2 separate regions of the Danio rerio genome follow, and region 2 is linked to region 1. A link is a contact called in public Hi-C data. All regions are on one chromosome and are shown on one strand. Each heading gives the region's core, a stretch centred on a gene start, on an enhancer-like site or on the middle of the called end of the contact. The rest is flanking DNA. Distances are from core to core; before and after follow the strand shown. Region 1 holds the start of LOC137488814 (a long non-coding RNA gene). Region 2 has its middle 11 kb from the start of zbtb16a.

The links. Hi-C and Micro-C count contacts between places; a contact is called where the count stands out from the background.
Region 2: a contact with region 1 is called in a Hi-C map of embryo, with 1.7 times the contacts expected there. The contact joins two enhancer-like sites. A contact is called at or near these places in 5 of 18 Hi-C or Micro-C datasets (caudal fin, embryo, fibroblasts and 1 more) and 3 of 4 datasets of contacts at active chromatin or transcription factors (caudal fin, embryo and gastrula embryo).

What each region holds. Positions count from the first base shown.
Region 1 is chr21:24,593,307-24,598,676 of GRCz12tu, reverse strand. LOC137488814 (a long non-coding RNA gene) reads left to right here and starts at 52. Exons shown (of 5, transcript XR_012396780.1): 1 at 52-139; 2 at 3,712-3,767. Within about 2 kb of position 2,841, at least 6 of the 62 cell types and tissues checked have an H3K27ac peak or open chromatin away from gene starts, as enhancers often do.
Region 2 is chr21:24,757,590-24,762,738 of GRCz12tu, reverse strand. No RefSeq gene overlaps it. Among named protein-coding and RNA genes, the nearest start is that of zbtb16a, 11 kb to the right of the region's middle. Within about 2 kb of position 3,873, at least 7 of the 62 cell types and tissues checked have an H3K27ac peak or open chromatin away from gene starts, as enhancers often do.

The DNA of each region.
Region 1 (5,370 bases), core at 1,592-4,091:
GCGCGCGCGTGTGTATGTGTTTGAGTTATGATCATGTTGAATTATTGTAAACATCTGCCAGTGTTGGGATACAGCATGTCAGCCCTACACGCACAACCAAAACTGCTGTCATGAGTGCCATGTTTTCTGATCGTCATAGGTAGGCTATTTTGCGTGTTATTAATTGAGAACATATCGAGGTGATCATAAATGAACGTTTTAAGTCATATAGGCCTATTGAATACATTGCTAAAATTGTACAGAAACCCTTATTACATTTTGGCATTGTACATTTACATTGTACATTCTTCGTTTTTCTAGCAATTTTGAGAAATGCTGGAAACCTGTTACTACGTACAGTGTTTGTCTTACCATGGAAAATGATTAGATGTTACTACATTTGTTGAAGATATCTTTTGTTTTCAACAGAAATAAGAAAACAAACAGGTTTAGAAAAAGTTCAATAATTGCAGAAATATTTTTTGGTGAACTACCCCTTTATTATCCCTTCATTATGGAGATTTCCACTGTGTCCTCCAGATTTTTTGTCTCTCCATATTGCGCATTAGTATTTGACAAAATCTGAGTATTTAACACTAATTTAGTGTTGCTTGTCAGCTTTTGTAGTTCTTGTTTTTTATGTGAGAAAAATACTTTTTTAGTACACTGCTGGTTTAGTGCAGTTAAAAATTAACATTGAGTTGCTCAACTGTTTTATGTAAACCCTCATGGGGCATATGAAAGCTTTGGATAAACTTCTGCGTAAATATATATGAATTGCGAGCTTATATTTTACACTTCAGACTAAACATTTAGACAAAATGAAAAGCAGCCCCAAATCTTGTGTTGTTTTGTTTTAGTTTCTTTCCGTCTGAACAGTCATACAGTGCTCAGCATAATTGAGTACACGGTATTTTAAAAAAATGAATATTTGCATCCATTATTTAAATAAAACAGATTTACTAAACATTTATTAAAATAATATTTTAGTCACCAAACATATTTAGGAATTGAAATATACAAATAAAAATTAAACAAAGTATTGCAACTAAATTTTTACGTTTTTTTTTTTTTTTTTTTTGCTTTTGATTTTTCTACTTTGTTTTTTTAAATCGTTTTTAATATTTTTCTATAATATAAAAAATTAGACTGTACTAGTTTTTGGACGGCTATTGTAAGTTATATGTTTGATAAATTCGAGATTTGGCTTCAGTAATGACTGCCAATTTATTAAATTGTTAAAATGACTGATTAAATGAAATATTCTAAGGAATAAAATATTATGTGTTCTTTGGAAGAGTGTACTTGCATTATGATGTTATTACAGTGTCAAAATGGTCTTAAAATGGTAATAATATCATTTATTATTGCATAAGTTTTGTTGCTATAAACTCACTTGTCACTTTATTAGGTACACCTTACTACTAGTACCAGGTTGGACTCCCTTTTGCATTCAGAACTTCCTTAATCCTTCGTGGCATAGATTCAACAAGGTACTGGAAATATTCCTCAGAGATTTTGCTCCATATTGACATGATAGCATCACGCAGTTGCTGCAGATTTTTCGGCTCCACATCCATAATGTGAATCTCCCATATCACCACATGGATTGAGATCTGGGGACTGTGGAGGCCATTTAAGTGCAGTGAACTCATTGTCATGTTCAAGAAAACCAGTAAGATAATTTACACTTTATAACATATCCTGCTTTAAGTAGCCATCAGAAGATGGATACACTGGTCATTAAGGGATGGACATGGTCAGCAACAAGGCTCGACATGTTGTGCATTCAGAGATGCTCTTCTGCATGCCTAGATTGTAACTAGTGGTTATTTGAGTTAATGTTGCCTTTCTATTAGCTAAAACCAGTCTGGCCATTCTTCTCTAACCTCTGCCATCAACAAGGCATTTGCGCCCACAGAGTTGCTGCTCACTGGATATTCTTTCTTTTTCGGACCAATATCTGTAAAACCTAGAGATGGTTGTACGTGAAAATCCTAGTAGATCAGCAGTTTCTGAAATACTCAGACCAGCCTGTCTGGCACCAACAACCATTTGAAGTCACTTAAATCACCTTTCTTCCCCATTCTGATGCTCGGTTTGAACTGCAGCAGATCGTCTTGACCATGGCTACATGCCTAAATGTATTGAGTTGCTGATTAGACATTTTTGTTTAGGCGTGGTTACTTTGCCACTCCAAGGACCACCACTCCAAACTCTTAAGCAAATGGTCAGACTTTGATTGAAGATGTCTTTCAGTGGATTAACTGAATAATCATTCACCTAAAGAATAACAATGTGTGCTAGTAAAATAAATGTTGTCAATTTTGATTTCACATGGAATTTATGTTTGCAGCTTTGCTGTGAAACGGTCTGAAGTGACTTCAGTTTAAAATCATTAGCTACCACTGGTAATGGACCATTTCCTTACCAAAAATATGTGATTGTACACCAATTCCACTTAATGTGACAGCAACTTTACAGTGTCTAATGAAACACCCTTATCCCTTTTTTCACCATCTAACTATCTTTGGAAATAATGTGGCTCATATAAAGCACACAATGCTACCTCGGTGCGCCGAGTTAATGAGTCTTTTAATTAGTTCTATCTCTTAAGATGAAACAGATTTTTTTAATGATCGTCTGAGAAAGACAGCAGGGTTCAGATTGTATATTCGCCTTAGAACGAGAAGCAGCATCATTAAGGGGTGACAATGATTCTGCTGGCACCAAAATCCGCCAGTTTTTCCGCCGAAAGGTCCTGTGACCCTCTCTGTGTGAATAGCTTTTGTGCTGTGCACAGGGCGTCCCATCTTTAGTTGCTCTTTGACCCAGATATGATCTAATGGACAAGGGAAGTTTAGACAGTGAAGGACTGAATGGTGGACGTGTTCTTCCCAAATCCCTTCGATTGTGTTTCCAGCTAAGCCGTGCCTGCGGGTGCAAACGGGCCCAATGCTCGACCTCCAGCAGATGAATTTGCAAAACAAGAAACGGCCCACAAATGCCACTTGAAGCCATTTGTTATGACTGCGACCAGCCTTCAGGAATTACACTGCCGACTTCAGGCTGCCAGCATTGCATTCTTGGTTGATAGTAAAATTCCTGTTGCACTAGAATCTGATTGTGTGCATTTCTGTATTTAATACTACAGATAGCAGGGAAACTCCTTATACGTTAACAGTGCCTTAAAGGGAAAGTTCCAGCAAAACTGAAAATTCTGTCATGGTTTACTCACTTGTTTCAAACATGTTTGAGTTTCTTTCTTCTGATGAACACAAAAGAAGACATTTTAAAGAAAGCCGTCGACTTCCATTTGTTTTTCCTACTATGGATGCTAATGTTTAGGTTTGTAGCTTGCTTTGAAATATATTATTTTGTGTTCAACATAAAAAAGAAGCTCTTAAATGTTTTTAACCACTTGACTTGATCAAAATTGTAAGTAAATGTTCATTTTTGGTGGCACTATCCCTTTAAATGCATTACATGGCCTTAGAAGCCCTCTGCTGGTCAAACCCTAGCGCAAACATCAAGAGCTTATGGATGTGTAATAATGATCATATTATCATCATAATACGACATTTATTCTATCAAAACATCAATCTGACTAAATCAGGACTGTGGTGAGGATAGCAGAGGCAGCAGGATGGAGAGATGTAGACGCATTGATTGTATTGGGATCAATGCTCCCATTTACTGTCTAACTGATTTTTTTTTTCTTTAATTATGTAGGGTGTCGATGGCATTTATCCAATCACCCCAGGCCTGCTGAGTGCATTCCCAGTGAGGTGAAAATCTTTACAATTAGTACATTTAGTGTCACAGGCAACGACTAATCCTCAGCCGGCCTTGGGCTGCAAGAGAAGGGAACACAATATAGACACACACTCAAACATCTTCTCAAGACACACACTTTACAGGATGTGCTCATTTGGAGAACAAGACAGCATTACTTTTCATAGTATCACACAGAGAATTTACAATTGAACCTTAAGGATAGATTGTTGTTTCAGTGATTACGTCTTTAATTATTTGTTTTCAGCATTTACAGATATGTTAACATGGCCAAGTTCAGGAGGTATCAAACTGAGGGCCTTTAGGCAGCATTAAGGTGGGAATGTTTACAGATAAAGCATACAAAATGTACAAATAAGTTTAAAATAATCAACATATTATAAATATCAATAAAAAAAAACACTCAACAATTTAAATAAATGAATTAGGGCTTCACAATATATCGTTTCACTGCATTCATATCGCAATGTGCGAGTCTGCAGTAGCCTACTCACATCGTAAGGATCTGCAATATAGTCAGGATTATAGTTGACCAGACGTTAGGGCTGAGCGATATGGCAAAAATGCAACCTCGATAATTATTTTCCATATTGAATGATAACGACATATATTTCAAAATAAGTAAATGCTTCCAGATTTAAAAGAGCACCCCAAGAATGACTGAAGCCACAAAAATTAGAGGGTCCATTAAATGACAACATTTTCAGCTGATAAACCTTCTGTGGCTAAAAATTCGGTACATCTCTTATATCAACACACTTTTAAATTCCCATTGTTACACATTTCTGCTTTGTGATTGACACTTTAATATAGAGTAAATATATTCGATATAATATCGTTTATCGGCCCAGCCCTACCAGACATTACAGTAACAACTTAGTGGAGTCTTTTTAAATGTTAACCTTAGAATGAAGGTTAATTATTTGCATGTGTTTTTAAGGCCTGTGACTGTGTAAGCATTTCAAGCCTGTTTAAGCCATTTGGGAACAATAAATTAAAAGTTTGTAGCTTAAAGACGGTGTCATTCATTCATTTTCCTTTGGCTTAGTTTCTATTTCCTATGTCGCCACACCGGAATGGACCGCCAACTATTCCAGCATATGTTTTACGCAGCGTATGCCCTTCCAGCATGCAACCCAGTATTGGGAAATACCCATACACACTCATTTACACATACACTACGGACAATTTAGCTTACCCAATTCACTTTAGCGCTTGTCTTTGGACTATAGGGGTACGAACACGGGGAGAACATGGAAAGTCCACGCTAAATGCTAATTGGCCCAGCCGAGACTCGAACCAGCGACCTTCTTGCTGTGAGGTGACAGTGCTAACCACTGAGCCACCGTTGGCGCCCCAAGATTAGGTTTACATTATATAATTATTTACTCATTAAAAGGATGCAATGTTGTTGTTATTATTAGTAGTAGTAATATTATTATTTGTACATAGGGGTGATGCGGTGGCGCAGTAGGTAGTGCTGTTGCCTCACAGCAAGAAGGTCACTGGTTCGAGTTGGCATTTCTTTATGGAGCTTACATGTTCTCCCTGCAATCGTGTGGGTTTCCTCTGGGTGCTCCAGCTTCCCACACAAGT
Region 2 (5,149 bases), core at 2,624-5,123, 160 kb before region 1:
AGAAGTCATAACTCAAACAGAAACCAGAGACAGTGCTGTATACTTTGATATATAGTATCTATGTTAAATGGCGTGTTCAACATCTGTTAGAAGACCAGCTGGTACCCAGGAAAAATAGCAAGCAGGGGTTTCTTTTAAATTAGCCTCTTCTCTATACATGAGCCCAGCAGGATTTGCTGGTTGCTTTTATTTCTCTCCAGGTATAACTTTAATATAACCAACCATTTGACATAAACACTTTGTTAGTAAGAATAGATCAAATAACAACAGTTCAGTAAGCAAGACATTGATATTTAGCATTAATTTTACATAATTTTGTTGACTGTTACTTTATTTGTTTTTGTGATGCCAATAAAATAGTTTAAAATGAATTACCTTGACTCCAAACAGCATACAATGGTGTGGTTTTGTTCCTGAATGAATCAAATTTTTAGATGTAATTTTAAATTATTCACTTAAAAAAGATTGTCACTTGTGTAAGTCATAAAAAGTAAATAAATACATACATAAAGATGCTCCATTTATGAAATATTTCATTATTTTAAAAAATGGTCTATTTATGAAATCCAAATAGCTTGATTTAATGTTTTACACAATTATTATACTTTGCGAAATTGTGTTTACATAAGCTTCTGTTTTTGAAGAGACTACATGGCCGAATGATTCCAATTTCTCAATTACAATAACATGCAGTCACTTGTTTTAATAAAAAATGATTTTGAAGGAATTCGTTGGGTGAATGATAAATGCCTCATTTTAGTCCAAATGACCCCCCAAAAAAGCAGTTGATTGAATGGTTCATACTGTATAACCCAACTGTAAACACCATCTTTTTATTTCATCAATGAATCAATGTTATTGAACTATTTGTTGACTCAAATAGTCAAATGATACACTTAGAGTATAAGAACAATCATCTGTTCTGTTTTTGAATGAGTATTTTAAACCAATTGGTTGAGTGAATTAATCAGATGACACATCTATAATTCCGAGCTCAGACTGCACAATTTTCAAAGTAGTCGTGTCACGTTTTCACACGGCATGACTGTCTGGGCTAGAGTACCATTGGTGATGTGTTTACACTGCAAGAAGCCATGAGAAGTATCATGGAAAGAACGTGAGGTCACATAGTATATCATTTGTTATTAACTACATAATGAGAAAGAAGCTTTTAGTGGAGTAGAAAATGTACTTATTTTACACACCTGTCTTTGAAGGGAATTAGCAATTTCTCCTCAACTTGCTTTCTTTTTCGACCTGTTTGTGATATTGCTCAGATGACATGTCAAACAGACATGAGTGCTGCTGCCATATTTACACCAGTTTTTTCTCCATTTTATGGGTCCAAATAAACTGAAAATGAGCACACTTAACTTCTCCCCCAACTTCCTGCTGGCCTGCAGATATCCATACTAGCAGATGCTGTTCTCTCATTGGCTGTTGGTGATCGCTAATGCAGTTTTCAATCCGAACACAATTCACATGGCATGATATGAATCGCCAACAGCTCTAGATATTTAGCATGCCAAATATCTCATGTGTCTGCGACTCATCGGCGATTCTCTCAGATCACCTCTTTGATAATTCATACTCTGTGATTGTTACTCTTGTGAACAAGCACTGATTTGCCTTTGATTTCAACCATTTGTTAGAGATTTCTCAAAACCTGTTGGCGAGTCAGAATCGGGGCTAAAATCATGGAGTCCAAACTTGGCATAAGCATAGTCAATTATTTAATTCCTGAAAGAATCAGTGTTTTGAACCAGTCGATTGAGTGAATATTTCAAATGACTCACTTTTAAGGAGAACCATTGCTCAATGATTTCTTGCTAATAGGGAGTCACTTGTTTTGTTTTCTAAGTAATGTTTAAAACCATTTTTTAATTATTGTTTAATATGTTTAGTTAATGTTTCAAATGACCCACGTAGAAGGACAGAATTCCTGAATGAATCTGTGTTTTGAACAAATTAATTGAATGAATGATTCAGATGACACAATTATAGGGGCAGTCGCTTCAGTCAGAATTAACTGAATTAACAGAGTTCCTGAATTAACTATTTTTTGTGTTGTTGATTGAGTGAATGATTCAGATACCTGACTTGAAAGGACCGTCACTTTCTTAGTTCCTGAATGAATCAATATTTTTAATGAATCAATTAGGGTAGTAAATAAGATAACGATTATAAGGACAGTCACAATGAATCAATTAAGGTCGTGAATAAGATAATGATTATAAGGACAGTCACTTTTTGGTTACTTGAATAAATTGTGTTTGAATAAATCATTATTTTTGAATAGATTATCATTTTTTTTTTTTTTTATGAGTTGGATGAAACAATAATTGAAGGGCAGTTAATTTTCCCCAATAGGTTATACGCACCGTTAGTATTTTTCATCCAATGATGGACTTTCGGTGAAAGCTTGATTTGACTATTTTCAATTTCATAAGGTTTTGCATTGATGTCTTAATGTAATTCAAATATAATTAGTTAAATAGACCTAAGCATCTATTTGGTAGTTACAGCATAAACAGAGATGAAAGACCGTTTGAATGCATGCGCCGTGATTAGAAGGCTAGTGCAAAAACTCCATTGAAAATACTGGGGTAAAATTAATTTCCATATTTTAAAGACATGGCACAGAAAAACAGAATTTAATGCAGTGCTTCTTGTTCGGTCTGAGACCCACTATATATCTTATCTCAGCCGGGCAGTGATGATCTCTGTATTTTGAAGAAAAAACGCAGTGATTTTGTATGGGATCACAATTCACCGGAAATAAAGGTCTGTGTGCATATACCCCATTACTGCTATATCAGTGCAACTTGCAGAAACTAAAAATTCCGATCAATTATACACAGACTGAAGGAGCATGAAAACACAGACAACAAATTGTGGAAAGTCCCAGCCCTGCTACATCAGCGCATTTCACCCAGTCAAGTTGAAGGAGTATTGTTGCATAATAAGATTTACAGTTTTTATTTTTATCTGTGCAGATAATGATTTCCATTGCAGACCTACAGTGCGAATTAAAGTGAATGCTAATGATGTTAATTCTAAATTATGTTCAAACGCTCCCGTGGGCTGCAGCAGCAGCTACTGTACAGTGAGAAATGTTTATAGTGCATCTATTTGCATTATTGATGGGAACGAGGCGCATTTGAATATCACTGGACACAGACTCGGGGTAGTAAATCTACAAGACTCGGCTGACTAATATGTTTAATTAGAGGTGATATATTACAGCTTATTAATTATTTACAATAACGGCAATCATGTCGGCAGTCATAGGGGCAAAGAAAATGAGGATCCGCGGAATAAAGAAGGTGAGGTAATGAAGGTACCAAAATAAAATTGAGCAAATGAGAAAGGTGGTGTGAAATACCAGATACTCCATTCTCTGCTGGAATTTTTGATGTCGATTGGAGGGGATATGCAGGAGGAGAGGCATGAAGCCGATATCCTTGAGCGGTTAAAGGCCTGTGTGCCTCCAAAACCGCTGTGAAAGGTGGACTCGGCACTGGAGAAGAAAAGCAGCGGCCTTGCAGGGATTATCCACAGGAGATTCCCTGCGGATAGCAGTCCCTTTTTTCCCAGGGACACTGTAATATGATTACTCTGTTGTTTGCGCCCGGTCCAGTGGTTAAGCACTATGGAGAGGAGGGTTTGGCCACCTCCAGGATGGACAATGAGCAAATTTTTTTTTTTTTGGAGGGAAACTTGGAATTCTGCTTGACTGAGGACAGCTGGGGTCTTACACTTAGAGAGCAGGGAAGGAGAAAAAAGTGGCCTTTTTCTTTGGCTGAATGAAAGGCAGCTGTATGGTGCTGTGTAGCGCAGAGGTGCAGCAGGCAGGGTCAGCAGGGCTCTTTGGATCTCAACGGAGGCCCCGGGCTCCCCTCCTGCATCCCTACTGTTACACAGAGGAAAGGCATTCTACGACAGACGTCATCGCAAATGTTTATCTCTACAAATAACAAACAGTTTTCCTTGTTGCCCTTTTGAAAAGCTCCAGGACGTGTTGTTTGCGAAAAATAAATACTGTCGAATTTCATCGCATGTGTTTCATTTCATTCCAATTAGCGAGTGTAAGCACAAAATACACTCCATCTCAGTGTAATAGTTTAAAAATCAGGCACCGGTCTCCGCTGCTTAGAGCTCTTTCATGCTAGTATATATTTAACCTCCTATTTGAGGCTTTGAATGATGGAGTGTGTGTTTTTGATTTGCTTCAGACACAGGATTGCTGTGAGCTCGAGCCTTAGTCAGCACGCTTTGTTTGACAGGCCTGTCATTAATCATCATTGGCATTGTTTAAACTGTATTGAGTGTCCAGGTCTTGTTCAACAGAGGGACAATAGTCTCTCTAAGCAGCTTCAGACCTGAAAGAAAGTTGATAAAATTTCCACCCAATGGAAACTGCAGGGAAGCTCCTTTTAAAAGGGGTTAGTATTCATTAGAACACTCTGGTTAAGGGCCCAGGCCGGTCCTATTAAAGGAAGCAAGCCACCCACAAACCTGATGGACAAAATGCGGATATGATGGACAGCACATGTCATTTTTATCACTATTGACAATTCAAATACAGCAGAAAGTCCTACAGTACAGGGATTCTTCATTCATTATAGCGATGGTGTCTTGGCCCGTGATAAAATTAATCAGTTTTACTACCGATTTTTAAATCATTGTAATCAAGAGAAGTTTTTCTATTTATAGCTTGTGTGATTAATGACCACACACTGTATGAAATATTGAGGTGACCCACAGTGCCTCACAGATTCAGTTCATTTGGTATTAACAGTCATTAGGATAAGATGAGTTGGTGATGATGAAGGAAAGAAGATGGAAGATTAGAGTGAGACAGGTCTGAAATGGAACATGATTGAGGACAGTTTATCAACTTATGCTATTTGAGAGAATGGTGGTAACTGAAATTGTGTGTGTTTAGGCCTACATAAGTGGCATGTGGGCCAGTTGGCACTTCATTGTGGAGTTTGAATGTTCTCTGCGTGTTTGTGTGTTTCCTCCAGGTACTTCAAAGACATGCTATAGGTGAATTGGGTAAGTTAAATTGTGTTTTTGTGTGAATGAGTGTATGGGTGTTTCCCAGTGATGGGTTGCAGCTGGAAGGGCATCCGCTGCATAAAAC